Linked DNA regions of Gossypium hirsutum: regions 2 and 3 are each linked to region 1. A link is a contact called in public Hi-C data. All regions are on one chromosome and are shown on one strand. The core of a region is the stretch at or near the end of the contact, and the rest is flanking DNA. Distances in the headings are between cores, read along the strand shown.

Evidence for each region. Hi-C and Micro-C count contacts between places; a contact is called where the count stands out from the background.
Region 2: a Hi-C map of leaf shows a contact between it and region 1, with 1.6 times the contacts expected there. The contact joins the enhancer-like site here to the promoter of LOC107899432 in region 1. A contact is called at or near these places in 2 of 34 Hi-C or Micro-C datasets (leaf and seedling).
Region 3: a contact with region 1 is called in a Hi-C map of leaf, with 4 times the contacts expected there. The contact joins the promoter of LOC107899753 here to the promoter of LOC107899432 in region 1. A contact is called at or near these places in 9 of 34 Hi-C or Micro-C datasets (callus, leaf and petal).

Annotation. Positions count from the first base shown.
Region 1 is chrD04:18,103,410-18,107,510 of Gossypium_hirsutum_v2.1, forward strand. LOC107899432 (salt stress-induced hydrophobic peptide ESI3) reads left to right here and starts at 1,862. Exons shown (of 2, transcript XM_016825144.2): 1 at 1,862-2,723; 2 at 2,819-3,074. The coding sequence starts at 2,643. The coding sequence ends at 2,902.
Region 2 is chrD04:17,911,023-17,915,123 of Gossypium_hirsutum_v2.1, forward strand. It overlaps the pseudogene LOC107899754. Among protein-coding and RNA genes, the nearest start is that of LOC107899753, 37 kb to the right of the region's middle. Within about 2 kb of position 1,824, at least 4 of the 9 cell types and tissues checked have an H3K27ac peak or open chromatin away from gene starts, as enhancers often do. A contact at or near this core is called in leaf, where this site is marked.
Region 3 is chrD04:17,948,432-17,952,532 of Gossypium_hirsutum_v2.1, forward strand. LOC107899753 (protein TONNEAU 1a) reads right to left here and starts at 2,059. Exons shown (of 8, transcript XM_016825539.2): 1 at 1,651-2,059; 2 at 426-558. The coding sequence starts at 1,737.

The DNA of each region.
Region 1 (4,101 bases), core at 612-3,111:
CACAATCCAAACATTGGATTTGGGTGTAACTTGTATTTGTTCGACATGGATTTTCTTTTAAATGTTTCTGGAGGGTCATATCTTATTCTCATGTTCAAAAATGTTTCGGAAATGAGTGCTCCAAAGAAGCCGAAGAGTCAGCGCAGTCCTTTGCATTATCAATGGTAGTTTATTCAAACTCTTGGCTTGAAAGTGTTTTAGTATATTCCGTCAATGAAAGTTTTACTTAATTTTAAAAGGAATATACCAAAAACTTTCATGCCAAGAGTTTGAATAAACTAAGTAAAATTTCTTTAAAAAGGGTGATTTGTTTACGGTAACGAGGCTAAATTTGGCAGTGAAGAAAGGTGTTAGGACCTACTACAAGGAATATACTAAAAACTTTCATGCCAAGAGTTTGAATAAACCAAGTAAAATTTCTTTAAAAAGGGTGATTTGTTTACGGTAACGAGGCTAAATTTGGCAGTGAAGAAAGGTGTTAGGACCTACTACGTCCTTTTTTATGTACACTAGTCTTGATTACCGCTGGGGTTTCTAATTTTCTTTATAAAATTTTAGTTAATTAAGGTAAAAATTAACTGTAAATTAAAATTTATTGATTATGAAAATTAAATTTGTTATAATTTTTTAAATCAGGTATAATAAGCTAATGTGAGGGTTAGTTTGTAGATCAATCACTTTAAATAAATTATTTAAATATTAAAAATTTCCTAACATGTTGAATAAATTACTTCTTTTTAAATTTATTAATAAACATGACATGTGTTGACTTAGAAGAATAATTAAAATTTAATATAAAAATAGAATGATGGGATACTGCAATGAACATATTAAAAATAATATATAAAACAAATATTAACCTACAAAAAATCTATAAACTTGTAACAGTAAATTTTATTTTAAATATAAAAATATTAATACAAAATTTAACACATTCTTTTCTCTATTCTTTATTTTCTTCTCCCATTTTCTTTTTATTTTTTTTACTGAATAATAATTTATAATATGTTAAACATATTAAAAATAGCCCAATTGTTTGTTTTGTTTTTTTTAAATTAAGTTCTTTTTTTCCTTTTCATTTCTTTTCTTTGAACCCCAAACAAAGAAAGGTAGAAAAAGAAGCGAGGTGTACATTAGCCAAGTTGATTTATGCAAGATATTAACATACTTTATGTTGCTTAAGCCTAGTTGATCTGAAATGTGAATGTAAAATTTTGTTTAAACTCATCTATATTTACAAAAGATCAAACCAAACCTATTTTAAGACCGTCCATATTATTTTTTAAAAATATTTATATTATTTTAATTAAATATGTAATAATTTTATATATTTTTTATTTATTATAATTTTTTATATAGTTATATTAACATTATTTTAGTGTTTATATTAGAGCGGTATTATATATTCAGCATAAATTTATTTTTTGTGTTATAAATTATATAATATATAAAACTAACATAATATAAAGTATTATAAACTTAAAAAGAGATTGAGTTGAACTTGAGCCTTGAATATTTAAGTCAAAAGGCGACCCATATTTGAGTTGAACTTTTATAGTTGAAAACATTGGATCACATCAGGACTCTTATGAAAATATTATTTTATGCTGATTTTAGCTTTACTTTATAGAAAATTGATTAGATTATAACTCTTATGTAAGTAAAACTTAAGTAGTATTTGTTTAGGTTGATGTAACTTTTAATGCTGCGTTTTGTTTTTTCTTAGAGAACTTTTAGAAAATGGATTAATTTTTTGAGAAGACATCATTTTTAGTGTTTGGATGACTCTGTGCAAAATATTTTTTATTGTTAGAGAGAGAAATTATTTTCTAAAAATTATTCTTAGTGACATGTAAGCCTGTTTTCTATTCGAGTCAAGCTTTGAATAGAATTTTTGAAACCCAATCCTAACTCGGTTATATATGCATATATTTTTATATTTTATAGATACAAATTTTTAGTATAGAAAATTAACCCCAAACTCAAATATTTTAAACCCAAAATCCAAACTCATTCTTACACAAAAACCAAGCCCAAGCCCAAGCCCAAACCCAAACCTAGGAGGCGGCAGATGGCTCGTCTGGTGCAACTCGTGTCTCTTGTGCTCGGATTCTTTCTTTGTCAAATTATGCTGTACTGAGTGCATTGCCATTCACATATGCTCCGGCTAGTGTAATATATGATATGACGTTTTTCACTGATGTTAATTCCTAGAGGAGAGGACCTAGAGAATTGTTTAATTGAATGTATTTCTTTCTGCTGCTTAATCATATCGATGTCGTATAGGGGATTATCAGCTCCTGATAATTGTTTTGGTTCCTCGTGAATTTGATCTGTAAAGAATGAATGCTAATGATGTTCTTTTGCCAAAACTGGCTTGTTCAGTTAATCAAAATGGAATCCATAACTTTTCAGGTTGGACTTGACGTGAATAATAAAAATATATTCAAATGGGAAAATGGTAAATTAAGTTTGCTTGGAGCCGAATAAGAATTTATGATTGGAGTAAAATCCAAATCCGAATGCAAAGGGGAATGATCGCCATCTGTAAGGTCTAAGCTCCATAATTTTGCCACCTGTCCTTCAGCCCTGCTATTTGAAGCCGAAGAAATGGAAAAGAAATTGAGTTTAATTTGGAAAAAATGGGTTCAGAGACTTTGATTGAAGTGATTCTTGCAATTCTTCTTCCTCCTGTTGGAGTTTTTCTTCGTTATGGCTTAGGGGTATTTCACTTTCCCTTTCTCTTTCTCTTCATATATATATATATATATATATATTGGTATATGATGTGGATTACAAAATGATGATGGGTTGGCAGGTGGAATTCTGGATTGATTTGGTGCTGACATTGGTGGGTTATCTTCCAGGAATTATATATGCAATTTATGTATTAGTAGTATAGCAAAGTGCAGATATTTTCTGCTTTTGTTTTATAATTTGGTGTATTTTAGGTTTAGATCTTGATGGAAATTAGCTGTGTTTTCAGTTAATGAGATATGTTTTCTTCCATGAGTATCTCAATTGTAAAGCAAAGGATTAGAAGTGATTTGATTTTATAAACATCTTTTCCTGCATTTTTTTTTATTCTTTATCAATAAGCATTAATATTTGGTATCTACATTATTAGATTGAATTTGATTATCAAAAACCTTGTAAAGAAGATATCCTTTTAGCCTACATTCTCTCCTAATTCTCATTCTATTTCTTCTTTAATAAATATTAATCACTTTCTACCATACCCTGAAAATTTGTAGATAGGCTCTTCCTTCCTCTCATCCACCACCGCAATTTACTTTACAGCATTTTCCTTTATTTTACATATTCCCACTCCCCCTTGCTCGACCACACTGCCTCATAACCCATTCATCCATGGCCCTCCACATCAGGTTTCTTCTTTTTCTCCACACAACTTGGATTCTCATAAGTGATGATCTTAACTTTTATAAAATCAAGATTTGGGCAAATTTCTGAACATGGATTTGGATTTCAACAAATCCCAGAAATTTTTTAAAATTCTCAAAATTCAAATATCATAAACTTTTCTTCTAAATTGAAAACTATATCCTTGCTCTCACTTTTTCTTTTTGGTTTTTTCAAGTTTCCAATACAATTTTCTTTTCAAAAATAAATTATTAGTTTAAGGGTAAAAGAATTTACTAAAAAATATTAGTAATTTTTCTTGATCATAAGAACTCAAAAGATTTTTTTTATCAAATTTAAAATATATTTTTATTTTTTTTAAATTACTGGCATGCCATGTCCATTTTCTTGATTTTTCTTGACGGATGGATATTTTTTCTTGATCATATGAACTCAATAGGATGACTTCTTTTTTTTTTAATACATAATTTAAAATTCGTATATTACAATTTGTAATATCCCATACCTGATCAAATCTTATTTGAGCTATAAAATATTATATTCGTTGTCAGAGCAACTATAATCTTATTTATAAATCACTTGAATAATTTATACGTATTATTAAGCTTAACACATAATTACATCATGCTATGCAACCAAATCTGAGATTCAAATGTGTTGAAAAATATGGACATCACGTATATAACAAAAGTAATTGCAAGTGATACGAACCTGATTACG
Region 2 (4,101 bases), core at 574-3,073, 190 kb before region 1:
TACAAACCTCTAAAAACATAAACCTTCACGAAACCATACGGAATTTAACAAATAAAAGAGTTGGCATTAGATGTCAGCCACATATAACAGCCATGTTCATATAACACTCGCTCTCATCTTACTACTAAACCCAATAAATTCAAATCCATTCAACTCAACAATAAAGCATGGGTTTAAGGTTTGGATGATCTTTGAAAGGTGACACCTATGTCCAAATATGTATCACAACAAAGACAAGTACTTCAAGAAAAATAAAGAGTCGGAGTATCATAGGAAAGAAGCCTTTAAGTTAGGTTGTACTGTTCCATTTCCACGGCATACAAATTCATATTTTTCAGTTTCAGTCACTTAGATAGAAATATCAAGAAACTGAAATATCAAATACTTACATTCAGCTAGTGATTCAAGAAAATTTAGTTTTTTTATTCTTCTACTAATATATATATATATAAAGCAACAAAAAAATTCAAATAATAATAATAATAATAATAAAGTAGCAATAGAATGCACTTCTCATAAAATAATCATTTTTTCGTAATGTTTAACGAAGTAAAAGAAATATAAAGAAACTAGAAACGTTTATAAATTGAAATTATATGCACGAAAAGAAAATGAAATCGAAATTTAAATCCTCAATATGGCTAATTCAAAATATTCAATTTAAAACAGACTGCAAAAACTGAATTAAACAACCAAAAGAAAAAGACTTGAAATTTCGATTTCCAGATTTATTTTCCCCAAATATCTTACAGTCCAAGAATCGTACTAGACCATAATTCTCAAATTTTACGTCAGTATAGTTGAAAACAGCACCAATTTTCTATGATGACAAGACAAAAAATATCGAATAAAAATGAAAAAAAATATGATTGAAATAAAGAAATAAAGAAGAAAACTAGCTGAAACATTCAAAAGTAAGTCGATTCAAATAAATTTGATGAATTGAATCACTCTTTATTCAAATAAATGCTCCAATGCCTTCTCTTTTTGCTCTTTGTTCTCCCGGGGGCAGGGTTAAAGAAAGAAAAAAGAAACTATTCTTATTTTCCACTGGAAAAAGAAAAGAACTAAAAGATTGAATTTTGAACAACATAAAAAAAATTATAATCAAATGAAAGAAAAAAGACAGAGATTTAATAAACAATGACAAATGAAACCAACATCCGAATTTCAAACCCAGTTTCAGGAAAATTGAAAAAGGAAAAAAAAAAGGTTTAGTCTCCCAATAGCAAAAGAAACCCCAGAAACCGAGAAAATTGTTAACAAAAAATATACTTGAATTTTTTAAAAAAAATGCTGCAATTATTTACCTTTCGGAACTCGTTTCAGATCGATCCTCATTCCTCATCCCATTCTCTTAACGGTCGAAATTTTCAAAAGCTAAAAACAATGAAAATTTCAGAGGAAAAAAACACTCCAAATCTCGCTTCCAGTTACTCAAAGCACATTAAAAATCTAGGGGTTTTATTTAATAAATGATAAAAAGAAAAAATTCTAAATTTCAAAAGAAGATTTTGAGGGAAAAAATATGGCTTGACTGGTTGAGAAACGGCGAAGGCCAAAGATTGTAAGAGTAAAAAAAACGATGAAGATACATAAAATAAAATAAAAAAGATATTATATTGCTGATGTGGAGATCACGTGGCTTAAGTAACGGCTCGAAATAACGCCATGTCAGCAAACCACGTGGGACTAAATCTGATGACGTGGGACCGAGATTTAAAGCTTGGCTGTCAGTAGTTTTGTGGTGGATCTTCGGCGATTCACTGAATCGTGTAAAGGGACAAGTGGCACGTTGTGCGTTGAGTTAATGATGCTTGGGGAATTTGAGGAGACGGTAAAAGTTGGACGACGTCGTTTTCCAAGTGACCACTGTATGCATAGCTTATTAGGCCATTGGCCTTGTTATTGAAACTAATGACGACATCTTTACAATTCATATGACGAGAGTACCCTTATACATTTTGAATTTTACCTGTCAGTCCTAGGGTTTTGCCATATCAGCAATTAAATATCTTCGCTGGCACCTTGGATTAAATGATATAAAAATATGAAATATTTAATATATACAAAATTATTTATCATCTTTATATTTATATAACTAGTTTGTATTTATATATATTAAATTTAAAATATTAGTTTTTGTTTTAAATTTTTAATGAATTTCTTTAACAAATAATTAATAAATTGAAAAGACATGTAATTACAAAATACTTTTAAAAATATTTAACTAATTTAAAATCAATTATATTAATGTTATTTAATTTTAAAATATTTAATATTAAAATAATACAAAAAATAGTAATATATATTAATATTAATATTTTATAATTTAAATAACAATATTACTAATTTCTTACATATTATTTATTATATATATTGTTTAATTATTTGTTTTAATATTAAATTGTTAATATAATTTTATATTTATCTTTACTCTAATTTAATTAATAAATCTAATTAAATATTATTATATTTTAAAATATAAATTTAACTAATTTACTTCGCACAGATTGACTATATATATAAATTATTTGGAGTATAATATATTTGTGATATTTGAATATATTACATGTATAAATGTTACGAGAAAATTTATTGAAATTCAAATAGTATTGACAACTATTTTACATGGAATGTCATGTGCTAATTAAAATATATTTCATTTTTATTAATATTTTAATAAAAACATAAATTTATATTAAACAAAATAATTTAATGTGAGACAGCATTACGATCATAGTTTTATTTACAATAAAAGTTGAGAAAGTATTGTAAATATATATAATATTTTTTAATTTTCATGTAAATTTTCTAAAAAGAACTAAGATTTAAATGGTTTTAAATGATTGTTTATACTAACAACATGTAGAAATTACAAACTAAATAAATTTATATAAAGTTTAAGCCAAAATTTAATAATAAGTTGTATATTAGAAAATTATTTAATTTCAACCAATGTTTAAATACTATATAAGATATAAAATTAGGACACTATAATGTTCAAATAATTCAGACAACTATTATAGTTTTTTATTAAGTTTTTAAAAATAATGTATTTGAAAACCACTTATTTTATCAATATTTCATTCAAATTTAAAATTTTAAAAAAAATGTCACAAAGATTAAAACAATTATGTAATTTCATAAAAGCATGATACTAGAAATTAAAAGTAAATAAATTTTTTTCCTAAGTAATATAAAAATTTTAGGGACTAACATAGTTAATAATATTAACATGTTTCTAAAATTAGATAATATTTTAATTTATGAGACTAAATGAGAAAATTAGAAAGACGAAAATCTTTTATAAAACAAATTAAAAACAGTTAGGGGTTGATGTTCCAAATAACCCCTTCACGTTTCCCATATATAAAAGTTTTTTTTTCTTTTTCTTGCTTCATTTTATTGTTTTTAATCGGGAAAATTCAAATATTTTCAATTTTTAATACCAAAAACATCATAGTTCCCCATTAATGTAGTTTATATTTTTTAAAAGAAAAAAAAAATCAAAACAGGATGTTTCAATTGCCAAGAGAGGTATAGATACACAATTTCTGGTGTACTAAAAATCGTTTTGGATAAAAACTTTTGAAAAGATAATTACTTTTTCTATTATAAGTTGATGTCATTTTAGATTTGATGGATTATTTTTAAACAGTTAAGACTCTCAAAGTTGATGATGATGTCATTTAAATACATCGAAAATTTTTATATTTAAAATATGTTTTTATAATATTTTTTAAAATGTTATTATATCTAATTGTTGTATGCAATTATATATTTTTTATTTAGGTTGCGATTTTAGTTTTAATTTTTAATTATAATTTAATGATGTTTAAAGCAATTTATCACTTAAAATTAATGATAATATATTAATGACAAGAAAACTATATTTAAAATTTAATTTAAAAAATAGTGCCTAGGAAATATTTTAGAAGTCAAAAGAACTATTTTAAAACAAAATTTTCATATATCCTCTTGTACTTTCTTTTATATAATATATAATATAACAATATTATAAAATATGGTCAATAAATTATTCGTCTAGTGATGGTAAATTTCAGTTGAAGTTTTGTTGGTAAAAAGAAAAAACCGTGG
Region 3 (4,101 bases), core at 809-3,308, 150 kb before region 1:
CTTGGACTTGTTAGTCAATTAATACCAGCAAATAATAGTCCGTGAAGAAGTAAGATTAACTATCTAAATGAACATAGGGAAAATTCTGGTCCTAAGGAACAAAAGGAAAACTAGATATTAGCCTTTTCTTTAAAAAATAAAAGGAGAGCCAGCCTATGTTGCTCCGACTCTTCAGTTTTCTAGAAGTATCCGTATCCAACAATCATGTCCGGTACATGGATATGGGGATATGACCTTCGAGAATCCTTCAAATACATGTAAAAACTAGGAAAAATCTAGCCACACCCATGTTAGGCACACATGCATACCCAACGATGACACTCAAGTAAGAATAACATTAGAGCCAGAAGCCAAATCACATGCAGGCTACTAAATAACTTCAAATAGCATTATAATAATAAGGGTTAAAAGTTTAATAGACAGACCCAAAGGAGAAGCATGAAGTCGTTTAGCACGATCATTGCAACTTCCCAATAATGCAGGAGGTAAACCTTCTTCTTTTTCAATGACTCGATCTTCCTCTTCTATTGCTTCAAAGACACTTGCCCTAAGTTCAGCCTAGCAAAAAACCAAAAGGGGTGACAAAGAATCGTTAACCAAAAGCAATTCAAGTGCATAATTCATTGGAAACTGAAATACCAATTAAATTAAAATTACAAAACAAACAGGAAAAATGAGAAACGTAATGCTCAAAGGAGAAAACAGCTTTCTTAATTCCAAAACTTCACAAGCAGCAATCATTTAAAGATAATAACACTACTAATTATGGCTTCATTAGATCGGCACTTGATATGCCCCTTGCCCAGGCCCTCTTTTCTTTCATCCCCTGTCTAGGAGCCCAAAACAGACAGACCAGGGAAACAAATTTCCAGCACTTCAAAATACAAGAGAGAATTCAACAGTGTCATAACTAGGCTCAACATCCCTGAAAATTCAGGAGACAACTTTCTCTTCTATTTCCTTTAGAAACAATCAAAACTCGGAACAGCTCATTTGAAGTCTTCCAAAACCAAATTAAATATAAATAGTAGATACTCCGGATCTAGCAAACAGTTCCCACTTCAATTACTCGAAAGAAGTTAACCTTTTCATTAGCAGCTAAATGGTGCACTAATCCCATTTTGTACCTTCCACAAATCCAATACATTTCAAAGAAATTATCAGCAAATTTGCTCAATTAAAGCGCATGAAAATAAAATATGCAGAATACCCAGATGCAAAGACACTTCTACACATTCAAAGTTTCCAGCATATAACTAAACAAAAATAATAGCAAATTTCCTACCCTGCTCCTCACTCCTCAGTACTTCAAAACAACAAAAATTGCATTTCCAATTTCTCTAACTTTCCCCCAAATAAAAACACACCTAGATGCTTAAAACCTATTAAATCTTAACTTGCGGGTCCTACATTAATAGCTAAAGATCTAAAACCCAATTCACCTATTCGAATAATACTAAAAATACGTAGTTTTACAAAATTAAAATAATTCAAAACACAAGATCCAGCCAAAAGAGGATCTTTTTACTCAACTACAACTTAAGAAAGCCAAATTCTTCAACCCAAATTATTTTATTCTTTCACGATTACGAGAACCAAACACGAAATTCTATTAACAAAACCAAAATAATAACAAGTTTTTTTTCTTACCCGGATCTTAGCTAGAACCCCTTTCTTCTCAAGGGTTCGTGTAACTAGGGTTTTCAAATCCATCATTTCTCTCGTGTAATCATCCATTCTCAAAATTTCCTAGAAATTTTAAGGGAATTGATTTTTTCTTTTTCTTCTTCTGGTGACGAAGAAATGAAGTTTGTTCTGCTGCGAGATAGTAAAAATGGAAGCAGCAAATTATAATTTTATATAACAATCTTTTTCCTGGTGAATGTGGGATCCACTGGAGGTAAAATGTGATCTCGGCCGTTCGATCGTGTAATCTGATGGGAGATCCCGCAGAGTGTAAAGTGTGATCTTAACCGTTCATTTCTATATCTCGCAAGGTAGTCCCAACCGCATCTAGGATGCACCGTTTTTTATTGAAATTGATATGCAGATGTTTTATTCCAGTGTATCGTTTTGAGTTCACAAATATTTTAGCATAAAAATGTTTAATATATAAAAAAAAAGGATAAATATTAAAATTATATATTGTGTAATTGTATACATGAACTTTCATTTTGATTTGATCTAATTCTTATAAATTATTAACATAATTATTAATACAATATTATTTTTATGTTTATATATTGCATACATAAATAATTATATTTATCCAATATAAAAAAATTGATGTATTTATTTTTTTAAATGTGTAAAATTAAATCAAATTAAAGTTTCACGTGTATAATAACATCAAATTAAAATTCATGTATATACTTGTACATTAAATCAAAGTTTATGTATAATTTTAAAATTTATCCCTAAAAAATATTTTAAAATATGTTAGAGTTGTGTGACCCAAATTCTAAAAGATTGCTTGCAAGTCAAGTTAAATAAAAATATGTTTTCTTTCTAGAAGATTTAGTATTTATTAGTATAATATATTTAGCATTTTTTAGTATAGTTTATTTGACTTACTAATTTAGCCTATAAATAGACTCTTTTACAATCTTAGAAATAATACCCATTAGATTAGAACTCATAACACATTCAGAGAATTTTGTGTTTACGTTTTGAGGGTTCTTTGTTTTTCGGGTTTTCGGGGTTTAGTTTTATCTCCATCTTTTTTACTCTTCATTCTTTTGCCATTATAGTAAAATTATCTTTGCCCGTGGTTTTTTATCCTCTTTGGAGGGGTTTTTCCACGTTAAATTTGTGTTTCATCTTCTCAATTTCTTCTGCTATTTTTACTTGTTTGTTGCTTAATCGGGACGATCCTAACAAGTGGTATTAGAGCTAGTTCAATTTTCATAGATCAGCCCGTTCAGAGATGGCAGCAACAAGGTTTGAAATTGAGAAGTTCGATGGTGAGACAAATTTCAATTTGTGGCAAGTTCGGATGATGACAATTCTAGTTTAAAACGGCTTGAAAAAGGTTGTTACAGGGAAAAAGCTTGAGAATCTAAATCAAACCGAATGGGAAGAGTTTGATGAAAAGGCCTTATCTGCAATCCCGTTGTGCCTCGCGAATACAGTATTGCAGGAGGTATTGATGGAGAAGACCTCCTTCGCATTGTGGAAAAGGTTAGAAACTCTTTATGCGACTAAGTCTCTGTCTAACCGTTTAGTGTTGAAACAACGTCTATTTACATTTCGCATGAACGAAGGTGAGCTTCTTAAAGATCACATCAGTCAATTCATTACTCTTTTAAATGATTTAAAGAACGTTGAGGTTCATATTGATGATGAAGATCAAGCTATGCTATTATTGTGCTCTTTACCCTCTTCATACAAGTCTTTCAAGGAGACCTTGATTTATGGTAGAGACAAACTCTCGTTCGAAGATGTAAAGGGTCATTTGTTGAGTAGAGACAAACTCGACAATGAGTTTGGTTTGAATAGCAAAGCAGATAGGCTAGCTTCCGTTTTGGTAGCATCAAAGAAACGAGACAAAAGGTGTCGCTATTGTAAAAAGTTAGGTCACGTCAAAGCAGATTGTTTTAAACTACGAAATAAAAGAGTTGCTGAGAGTAACGAGGAAGATGTAGTTGGTGCTAATTTGGTCGATGAAGGTGGTGATGATTTCTTGTTAGTGTCAACGAGCGACAACTCCAAGCTTAAGTCTGAGTGGATCCTAGATTCAGGATGTTCTTTCCACATGTGTCCTAATAGAGAATGGTTCTCCACATACAGTTCAGTTGAAGGTGGAGTTGTGCACATGGGAAATGATTCATCTAGTAAGATAATCGGTATTTGTACTGTTAAAATTAGGATACACGATGGGACGATTATGACACTCTCAAATGTAAGGTATGTACTTGATTTACGAAAGAATCTCACCTCCTTGAGTATTTTAGAATTGAAAGGATGCAGATTCAACATCGAGTCGGGCGACATTAAAGTATCTCGTGGAGCTCTTGTTTTGTTAAAAGGTAAAAGAACTGGCAGTCTTTATATTCTGGAAGTTTCTACAGTGATCGGTAAAATTGGATGTCCCTCGTTCGT